2 separate regions of the Hordeum vulgare genome follow, and region 2 is linked to region 1. A link is a contact called in public Hi-C data. All regions are on one chromosome and are shown on one strand. The core of a region is the stretch at or near the end of the contact, and the rest is flanking DNA. Distances in the headings are between cores, read along the strand shown. Region 1 holds the start of LOC123426359 (protein LONGIFOLIA 1-like). Region 2 holds the start of LOC123426360 (60S ribosomal protein L13a-4-like).

The links. A called contact is a pair of places that touch in the nucleus more often than the background predicts.
Region 2: a contact with region 1 is called in a Hi-C map of seedling, with 6 times the contacts expected there. The contact joins the promoter of LOC123426360 here to the promoter of LOC123426359 in region 1. A contact is called at or near these places in 1 of 6 Hi-C or Micro-C datasets (seedling) and 1 of 1 datasets of contacts at active chromatin or transcription factors (embryo).

The regions. Positions count from the first base shown.
Region 1 is chr2H:381,624,522-381,629,114 of MorexV3_pseudomolecules_assembly, forward strand. It overlaps LOC123426359 (protein LONGIFOLIA 1-like), which reads left to right and starts at 2,320. Exons shown (of 5, transcript XM_045110170.1): 1 at 2,320-2,859; 2 at 3,737-3,804; 3 at 3,897-4,593. The coding sequence starts at 2,712. It also overlaps the pseudogene LOC123427433.
Region 2 is chr2H:381,922,249-381,926,582 of MorexV3_pseudomolecules_assembly, forward strand. LOC123426360 (60S ribosomal protein L13a-4-like) reads left to right here and starts at 1,530. Exons shown (of 3, transcript XM_045110171.1): 1 at 1,530-1,997; 2 at 2,088-2,175. The coding sequence starts at 1,609. It overlaps LOC123433714 (a small nucleolar RNA gene), which reads left to right and starts at 2,614; the gene lies at 2,614-2,696. LOC123433685 (a small nucleolar RNA gene) reads left to right here and starts at 2,911; the gene lies at 2,911-2,993. It overlaps LOC123433690 (a small nucleolar RNA gene), which reads left to right and starts at 3,170; the gene lies at 3,170-3,252. It also overlaps LOC123433713, LOC123433691 and LOC123433689.

The DNA of each region.
Region 1 (4,593 bases), core at 1,070-3,569:
GGCGTCAAGAGCAGCGCTGCTAGGCGGGAGGAGAAATCCGACGCGCGGTGGTCGACATTGATCTGCTTCTAAGAAGAGGAACACCAACCTAGAGTTCATGATGAGGGCAGACACGTCAACGATGGACAAGAAGGTGAAGACGTGGCACATAGTACAATGCGACCTCATCTTAAATCAGATGACAGCGCCGACGGCGACCATGACCACCACAACGGCGCCCACCCCGAACGCAGAGCGCACGCCGACCGCGAGCCCGACTACGCCGAAGACGAACAGCTCGGTCACGTCAATGACGGTGAGCCCGACTACGCCGACGCCGAGCCCGACCAGTCCCGCGACGCACCCCGCCTAGTCGGACGTGTGATCCTTTTTTTACCCTCCCCGTTGATCGCCGAACTATGGCACTGATCGCCGACTTGTGACATGATGATTGCCGAACTCGTGGCGTGTTTTTGGACAGCGGAAAAGAAAAAATTAAAAACATTGACGTCTGGAGATCGAAACATAGGGACGCGATCGGAAACTCGCTCGCCCCCAGGCCGAGAATAGCACCGGCGAAGCGTCAAAAAGGCTATCATCGAGGTACACTGGGAAGCAAACCGCTGAAAATGCTCTAAATACGAGTAGTCCGTATGTCCATGCTTATCAGCTCCTTATGTTAGGTCAATCCTCAAGCGTGGACGCAAGCAAATGTGGAGCAACTGCTGCTGCTGGTCCTCCACAGTTGAAACAGTTTGCAAAACTGAAAATGCCAATAACTAGTACTTCCTCCGTTCCTAAATATAAGGGCCTCTTTGATTCACAAGATTGCAAAAATGCTGGAATAGGAAAAACGTAGGTTTATAATGGCATGTCCATTGCATTCCTGTAGGAATTAAGTTTGTTTGATTGTATCGCAGGAAAAATAAAGGATTTTTTTCAAGAGGTTGGAGTGGATACTAGAATTTTTATGAAATATAATAAAAATGAATCCATAGGAAAAATTCCTACAGGATTTAATCCTGCGAATCAAATGACGAACACAGGAAATATTACGAAGGGTTTTAATACTTTAAAAATCCTATGAGAATCCTTTGAATCAAAGTGGACCTAAGTCTTTAAGCAATTCCACTAGGTGTCTACATACGGAGCAAAATGATTGAATGTATACTATAAAGTATGTCTATATACATCCGTATGTAATCCACTAGCGAAATCTGTATAAAGACTTATATTTAGGAACGGAGGGAGTATATTACTGTCTGTTTACGTGGCAGGGTACTTTGGTCATTTCATTCGGCCAAGAGTCCATGTCATCCGTCCCTTAATTTATTCAGCTTGCTGCAACTTGCTCAACAGTTTGTGTCTGAGTCTGAACCAAATGAAAAGAAGAAGCGGTCTGAATCTTTTGGAAGAATGATAGAAGGAGAAGGAAAAAAGAGAGGTCCAGATTAAAAGGAGAAGAAACGGCGTGTTGCAGACATAGAGGTAGTAGATGAGTGCAGAGTCAGAGCGTGCAATGCAAATGCAATGCATGCTTCAACGCCAAGAATTGCTGCTGGGTTTTGCAATCACGGATCCACACCATGAATGCGGTGTTGTTAGTTGGCCCTGCCCTGCACTGCACTCACATTGAATGCGTCCTTGACCCCAAGACGAAGCAGCTGATGGATCGTTCCATTTGCTGCACTAATTTTTGGACAAAGCACAGCTAATGGTTGCAGGAACACGCTGTCAGATTTAGTATCATCATCTTCTTCTTCTTCCTCACCCAACCCAACCGACGAGTAGTCCTACTCGGTTTGAAAGGAGACAAGTTTTTTACCCAACCCAACGAACAAACTCTTCACTTCCTCCATGGTCAGCCATGGTCGCTTGCAAAATGACAAACTGATGTTGACTTCCTTACATACACATACACATACGCATACGCATACACTGTGTGTGAGAGAGAGAGAGAGAGAGGAGATGGACAAGTGGACAAGCATCTCTGATGGTGGGTAGGGCTTGGAGCGGCACATGGGGTGCTGAGAAAGAGAACAAGGAACCCCCGCCCTCCTCTCGGCCCTATGCCCCGTGCCCACCCACATATCCTCGAGCTAGCTACAGGCCACGTCTCCCAATAGTTTTTTTTTTGAGGGAAGCGTCTCCTAATATAGTTAGTTAGTTGTGGGTAGTTTAGTTTATACACTGCCTGCAATGGAATGCCAGGTCCCAGTACAGTAGCAGCACTCCTCCTACCCAAGTTCACATGTACGTCAGTCCTCTTAACTGCATTTACCAGGACACTGATGTACTACAGTAGTACCCTACCCACATTCCGGTAAAACGAGTTAACAATGACATGTCAGTAGCGGAGCGAGGCCTTCTTCTCTTCTTCTCTCCAGCCCCTCCTCCCCATTCTCATCCTCACAGCTCTTCCAGTCCCAGTCAGTCATAGAGGAGAGGAGCAGCAAAACAGGACGACCACCCTTCTTGCAACCCACACCAGACTTCCCCTCCATCATCTACCTCCAGTCCCAGAGCGGTGAGGGCGGCTACGTCCCTCACGCTCACCGCTCAGCCTCCTCACAAGATCTCCTCCTTCTGTCCCTCTGGGCTGGGCTGGGCTGCCTCCACGATTGAGCTACGGCACTGCTGAGATGTTCTTCTTCTTTAGCTGGTAGCTGCTTGGTTTGGTTCGCTTTGCTACTCCTCCTCCCTGCATTCTTGGGTGGAAGGGGGAGGAGGCGATGCCGGCCAAGTACCTGCTGGCCTTGGGAGAGGAGAGGCGGCCGGACCTGCACCGCCAGATCGGGTGCGTCACCGGGATCCTGCAGGCCTTCGACCGCCGCTACCCCATCGCCGCCCAACACTCCCACAAGAGGCTGCTCCCCCCAGGTTGCTTGCTATCCTCTCCTTCCTTCCTTCCCGCCGCACCTGCTTCTGCTTGCTTGCTCCAAATATGCATGGATTCATTCCGTCTCACCAATTACGTTATTGGACGCACTAATCACATTTTTTGCTTATATATATGTTCGTATGCCATGCCACCGTCATAGATCAGAGCTCTGATTTTGGATGATAGATCAGGGATTTAATTTACTATCGTCCTGTTTTTTCGGCCTTCTTTCATTCCACATTGAATCGCTAGGTGCTGGTGGCAATTGCTGAGATCTACTGTAGCCTTTTTCCCCTTTTTCTGGGCGGGCCACCGAGATGCAGGAATTTAATTACGGAGTACCTTACCTACCTTGGTGTAGGATGGAGGCAGAGGGAAGTTTATTTCTGAAATGAAATCTTCAGTTCAGAATACCTTTTTTTATCTGTACCGGCGCTGATTACCCGGGAATTGGCCCCGGACGACCGACAAAATATGTCACTATGCCATGCAGGCATATTAGAACCCTACTACTTCCCATAATAAAATCTATCTGTAAATGTTGACATCAATGAAAATGATTCTTCAAATTGGAAGAGGATTCTTTTCACAAAAAAAGCTTATATTTGGACAACTAATGACACTGACAATTTTCTTTTTCTTCTTCTTGGGTGACAGTTCCTAGAAAAATGTAGTGTATATTTGGACAACAATGACAGTGACGTTTTTGCTTCTCTTCTTTTATAATGCAACAGTCTTGATTAACTTTCTCTCTTGCTCGTCCCATGTATTTTTCCGTAAGAAGCAATATTTTCCCCTTTCCTTTTTCTTTTTGAGAATCCAATGTTCTTGTTCAGGCTGGCTCACCATTGAAAAATGTTTCACTTACTAAAACAGGCAATGCACTGTCAAGCAGCCCGAGCGTAGGGGAAGAGCGCACAAGATACGGTCCCCAGATTGTTCTCGTGAGTCTCACTTGTCAGTGCACTCCTTCAGCATGCATGCACCGGCTTCCAGCCTTTCACAATTCGACTGACTTGCTGCAATCTGTATTCAGGACAAGAACTTCAGTAGAAGCTGGATTGAAAATCAAAGAGCATCGTCAACAATGGAGACTTCATCGTCATCATGTTCGTCGTTTTCCTCCCTTGATGGCAATAGGTCGACACAACAGGACCTATCGTCAACTGATCGGATGCTATTTCCGGAGAAACCATTCAAGTGCTCACCGAGGCTCAAGAGCTCGCCTGAGAGTGACAATGGACCAGACTACTTCCTGGATGATACCCTCACCAACACGCCCTCAGCTCAATCCAGCCACCGGACTCTTGGTATAAGAAATCTGGTAAAGGATTCGATTTATAGAGATACTCGTGATTTGTCAGCCAGAACTTCCACAACGGAAGCAGTGGCAGATCACACATACAACCGTGGAGATGCAGCAACATGCTTTGATGAGTCCCCTAGCAGCGATATCCAAGCAAAGAGCAAGGGAACCATGGACATCAATGAGTCGCTCAGAGTGCTAGCCAAGCTCAGAGAGTCCTCTTGGAGTCCATCTGAACCTGGCCACCAACCAAGGCTGTCTTATGACGCTCCTCGGTTCTCATATGATGGGAGGGAATCGGCATCAAAACGTAGGGAGATGCCAAGATTGTCGCTGGACATCAAGGAAGGCCCTCTTAGGACCCGTGAAATGGACTCGTGGCCGAAGCCGAACATGAACGACACAGAAAGGAGCATCAGTTTCAGTT
Region 2 (4,334 bases), core at 280-2,779, 300 kb after region 1:
TAGATGAGTAGTTGTGCTATTGATGTAAAGACCGACCGCACCTAGGGAGTTAAGCAAGCCATGCGGGACATGTATAAGGAATGTTCCTTCGATGAATCACCCGAGGGGTGTTCTCATGACTAAGAATACATATGGGGCTAGCTATTTGCAGGATGTATTTTCTGAATTGTGTGCAAGTGGCTATTCATGTTGTGTTTGTGCCTCCTACGTATTTACGACAAACAATTATAATCATTGCCAATGCCTTTCTTTGGCGACGCATAAGCCATTTGATTGAAAAGGTGGATTGACTATAAGTTTTATTTTTTTCATACCCGAGACGGGTTGATAGAACCCTATTGCACCTTCCATGACAAATGCTATGAACCATGAGAACTGGGAAGCCCCACCCGGAATCACATGAGCAGAAGGAAACTAGGCGAACTGATTAAACAATTGACGGGCTTCCTGACATAGTATCGGGCTTCCCGTCAATGAGCCATCCCCGGTATATTGTACCATGAAGATCTCTCAGATATATAGTTGAAGGATCAATTTTGTTTCTAGCAAAAGAAGAAGGGTTAGGTTTTCTAGAAATCCATGAAATTTTATTCGTACGTATAACCATTATATGTACATTTTTTAGATGTAACATTCATAAAGATGCAAAGTAACTCATATGACTAATAATTATAATAATATATTTTGGAGACTTCTGCTCCATGGTATTGATCTCTGCAAGACAAAATGCCTCCAAGACTTGAGTAAAGAGATTGTAATTAGACCGAGGCATCGATACGTCCTCTTGTTCACCCACACGAACATGATTACCAATAAAGGTTTCTAAAAGCCCCTTGAGTGGCAATCCAAAAAGATGGAAAGTCTTGAGCGATGAACGTACTTGAGTCAGGGATGACCCCCCTAGAGTGCAAGCCCTCGAATGACTATATCTTCACCATAATGTTAAAGAAAAGTTCTAATTCCATAAAGAATCAAACCAACAAAAGCAACAAGACACAATAATATAAACTCATCAGATCTGAACAAACCTCCTGGGCACCATCACAAAAGGAACCAGAGTAACTTCATTTGCAAAAAAAACACCATGTCAACCACGAGAAACTAACGGAAGTCATGAAATTTCTAAAGATGTGAGGTCCCTTTACCTCTTAGCGCCAAGATGGTAGCTGGAGGCGAGGGGCCAAAAGTATCTCCAGCAACGACATCTGTTCTCCACACGAACCCTATGCGATCAAGCGAGCAACCCCGGTAGAGGGATTAGTTTTATTTTTAGGGAAAATACATAAAAAAGGTAGAAGAAATAAAAATCTCCTCGCCATATGGCCCATGGACAAATTGAGACATGAGAGAGTCTAAGCCTATTAGCCTTTTCTTTGGGAATAAGGCATATTAGGACTTTTTGAGGAGTACAGCCCATCAGAATTTTAGGTGACTAGGCCTATCATTCTTTTGTGGGAGCACTAGCAACCGCCCGGCCCAATCTGCTACCTCCCGGTCGCCTATAAAATCATAAACCCTAACGTCTTCGTGCTCCCCCCTCCGCCGCCGCCACCCACGACCAACACCGGAGCCGGAGGAAGAGAGGAAGGGAGAAGCCAACAGGTAACGATGGTGTCCGGCTCCGGTGTGTCCGCGCGTCGCGTGGTGGTGGATGCGCGCCACCACATGCTGGGACGCCTTGCGTCGATCGTGGCCAAGGAGCTGCTCAACGGGCAGCGCGTGGTGGTGGTTCGGTGCGAGGAGATGTGCATCTCCGGCGGGCTGGTCCGTCAGAAGATGAAGTACCTCCGCTTCCTCCGCAAGCGGATGAACACCAAGCCGTCGCACGGTCCCATCCACTTCCGCGCCCCCTCGAAAATTTTCTGGCGCACCGTGCGCGGCATGATCCCGCACAAGACGCCCCGCGGCGAGGCTGCGCTCGCCAGGCTGAAGGCGTTCGAGGGCGTCCCGCCGCCTTATGATCGCACCAAGCGTATGGTCATCCCCGACGCGCTCAAGTACGCGCCTTATCTTTCTCGCTTGCTCCTCTAATGGCGAATTTAATTAGTTATGTGGTGATGATCTTTGTGTGACTTATTGTTGGATAGGGTTCTGAGGCTGCAGCCGGGTCATAAGTACTGCCTTCTCGGCGAGCTTTCCAAGGAGGTCGGGTGGAACTACCATGAAACTATCAAGGTACATTTTGTTACATCGATCACTCTGGTTGTCACCTCTGAACAAAATGATGATGATATTATGCATACATATGATGCTTTGATTCACAATGTTAGCTGTGGATGCCCTGTTGGTGTAGTTTGTAGGTATCAGCCCGATTTTTATAGGGAATTTGAGTTAACAGCTTCTCCCTGTGTGGCTAAGTCAAAATTAACTGTTGTTGAGCTGAAACACAGGTTAGGTTATTGGTGGCCACGAAATAAGATTTTTGATAGTGATAGGGTGAAATGATATTGTGTACGCCTATTTTACTGATTTTGACGAAAGGCAGTGTCCACGTTTCCTTTTGTGCTTAGCCTAGTAGATTCCATTAGCTGCCTTGTCAAGTGCATTGATAACTTTTGTTGTGCCATTTGAATTTGTTATTCTTTTATATTGCATTTGTGCAAATTTAGCATGACTGGGATGATGCAGAAACTCAGGACTGATGTCCATTGATTTTTCACAAAGATGATGCTCACAACCAGCTACTTCTGACTAGTCATGCTATTGTTTTTGACAGCACAAGCTATTTTAATTCGTCTTGTCCCCTTGTGTCCGATGTTAGACATGTTCTTTTTAGTCTGATTCCAATTGTTTTTTCTGATTAATCATGGCATTGGTCGCAACATATCCATGGAAAGATTCTCATGTTGTAACATTTGGCTGTGGCTATCATCATGTTCTTTTGTTGGTTTCTCTTGTGTCTAAATGATATGCCTATGATGTGATTTTAATATTTGCTACTCTTGATGGGTGCTCCCCAGTTGATGACCATAACCACCAAGATCTCTGAGGCTTCTCTAACAACCATGGATTCTCATTGTTATATAAAATTTGTTTGTTAGTTCGTTTCAATTATTTGAACTCAGAAATCAAATTATAAAACTCGGATTGGGACTTCCATTCCTGTTTCCCATTTAACATTTGGTTGTGCTGTTTAAGCCTATTCTTTTGTTTGATTGCTTCAGTTATAAGTCTATGATGTGATATTAATATTTGCTACTCTTGATGGGTGCTCCCCAGTTGATGATCATAACCACCAAGATCTATGAGGCCTCTTATGACAGACACGTCTTGTTTTCTTATTGTTGTTATTTTTTTTTTACATTGTAAATGGGCAAATTTAGCATGATTGGTATGATGCAGAAACTCAGGACCGATGTCCATTGATTTTTCACAAAGATGATTCTTACAACCAGCTACTTCTGACTAATCATTGCTATTTTTTGATTAATCATCTGTTACCTTGTGTCCGATGATAAGGCATGTTTTTCTTTTAGCCTGGTTCTGATTAATTTTTTGATCATGATTTCTGATTAATCATGGCATTTGTCACAACACATTCAATGGAAACATTCTCAAACATTTGGCTGTGGTATCATCGTGTTCTTTTGTTGGTTTCTCTTGTGTTCTAATGATATGCCTAGGATGTGATTTTAATATTTGCTACTCTTGATGGGTGCTCCCGAGTTGACGACCATAACCACCAAGATCTCTTAGGCCTCTTTAACAACCATGGTTTTCTTTTGTTTTTTTTTTGAAAATTCAGGGATTCTTATTGTTATTTAAAATTTGTTGGCTAATTCATTTCAATTGTTTGAACTCAAATATTAAATCATAGAACTTGGATTGGGACTTTGATACCTATTTCTCATTTAACATTTTGCTGTGGCTTTTAGCCTGTTCTTTTGTTTGACTATCCTGTGCTTCAGTTATAAGCCTGTGATGTGAAATTAATATTTGCTACTCTTGATGGGTGTTCCCAGTTGAGGCCTTCTTAACATTCAGGGATTGTTTTCGCTAGTTTGTCTCAATTATGTTAGTTCAGATCAGATAGCAAATCTTAAAACTGGGATTGGTTCTTAATACCTGTTTCTCATTTAACATTTGGTTGTGGCGTTTAGCCTGTTCTTTTGTTTGATTCTCTTGTGCTCGAGTTATAAGCCTATGATGTGAGATTAATATTTGCTACTCTTGATGGGTGCACCCCAGTTGATGATCATAACCACCAAGATCTCTGAGGCCTCTTATGGCAGGGATGACTTTTTTTTAAAATTTTGCGCATGTCGGTTAATGGCCATGACGAAGGTCTCCAATGTGATGTTAGCTTCTTGATTGGTGGCTGTTTTTAATGCTTG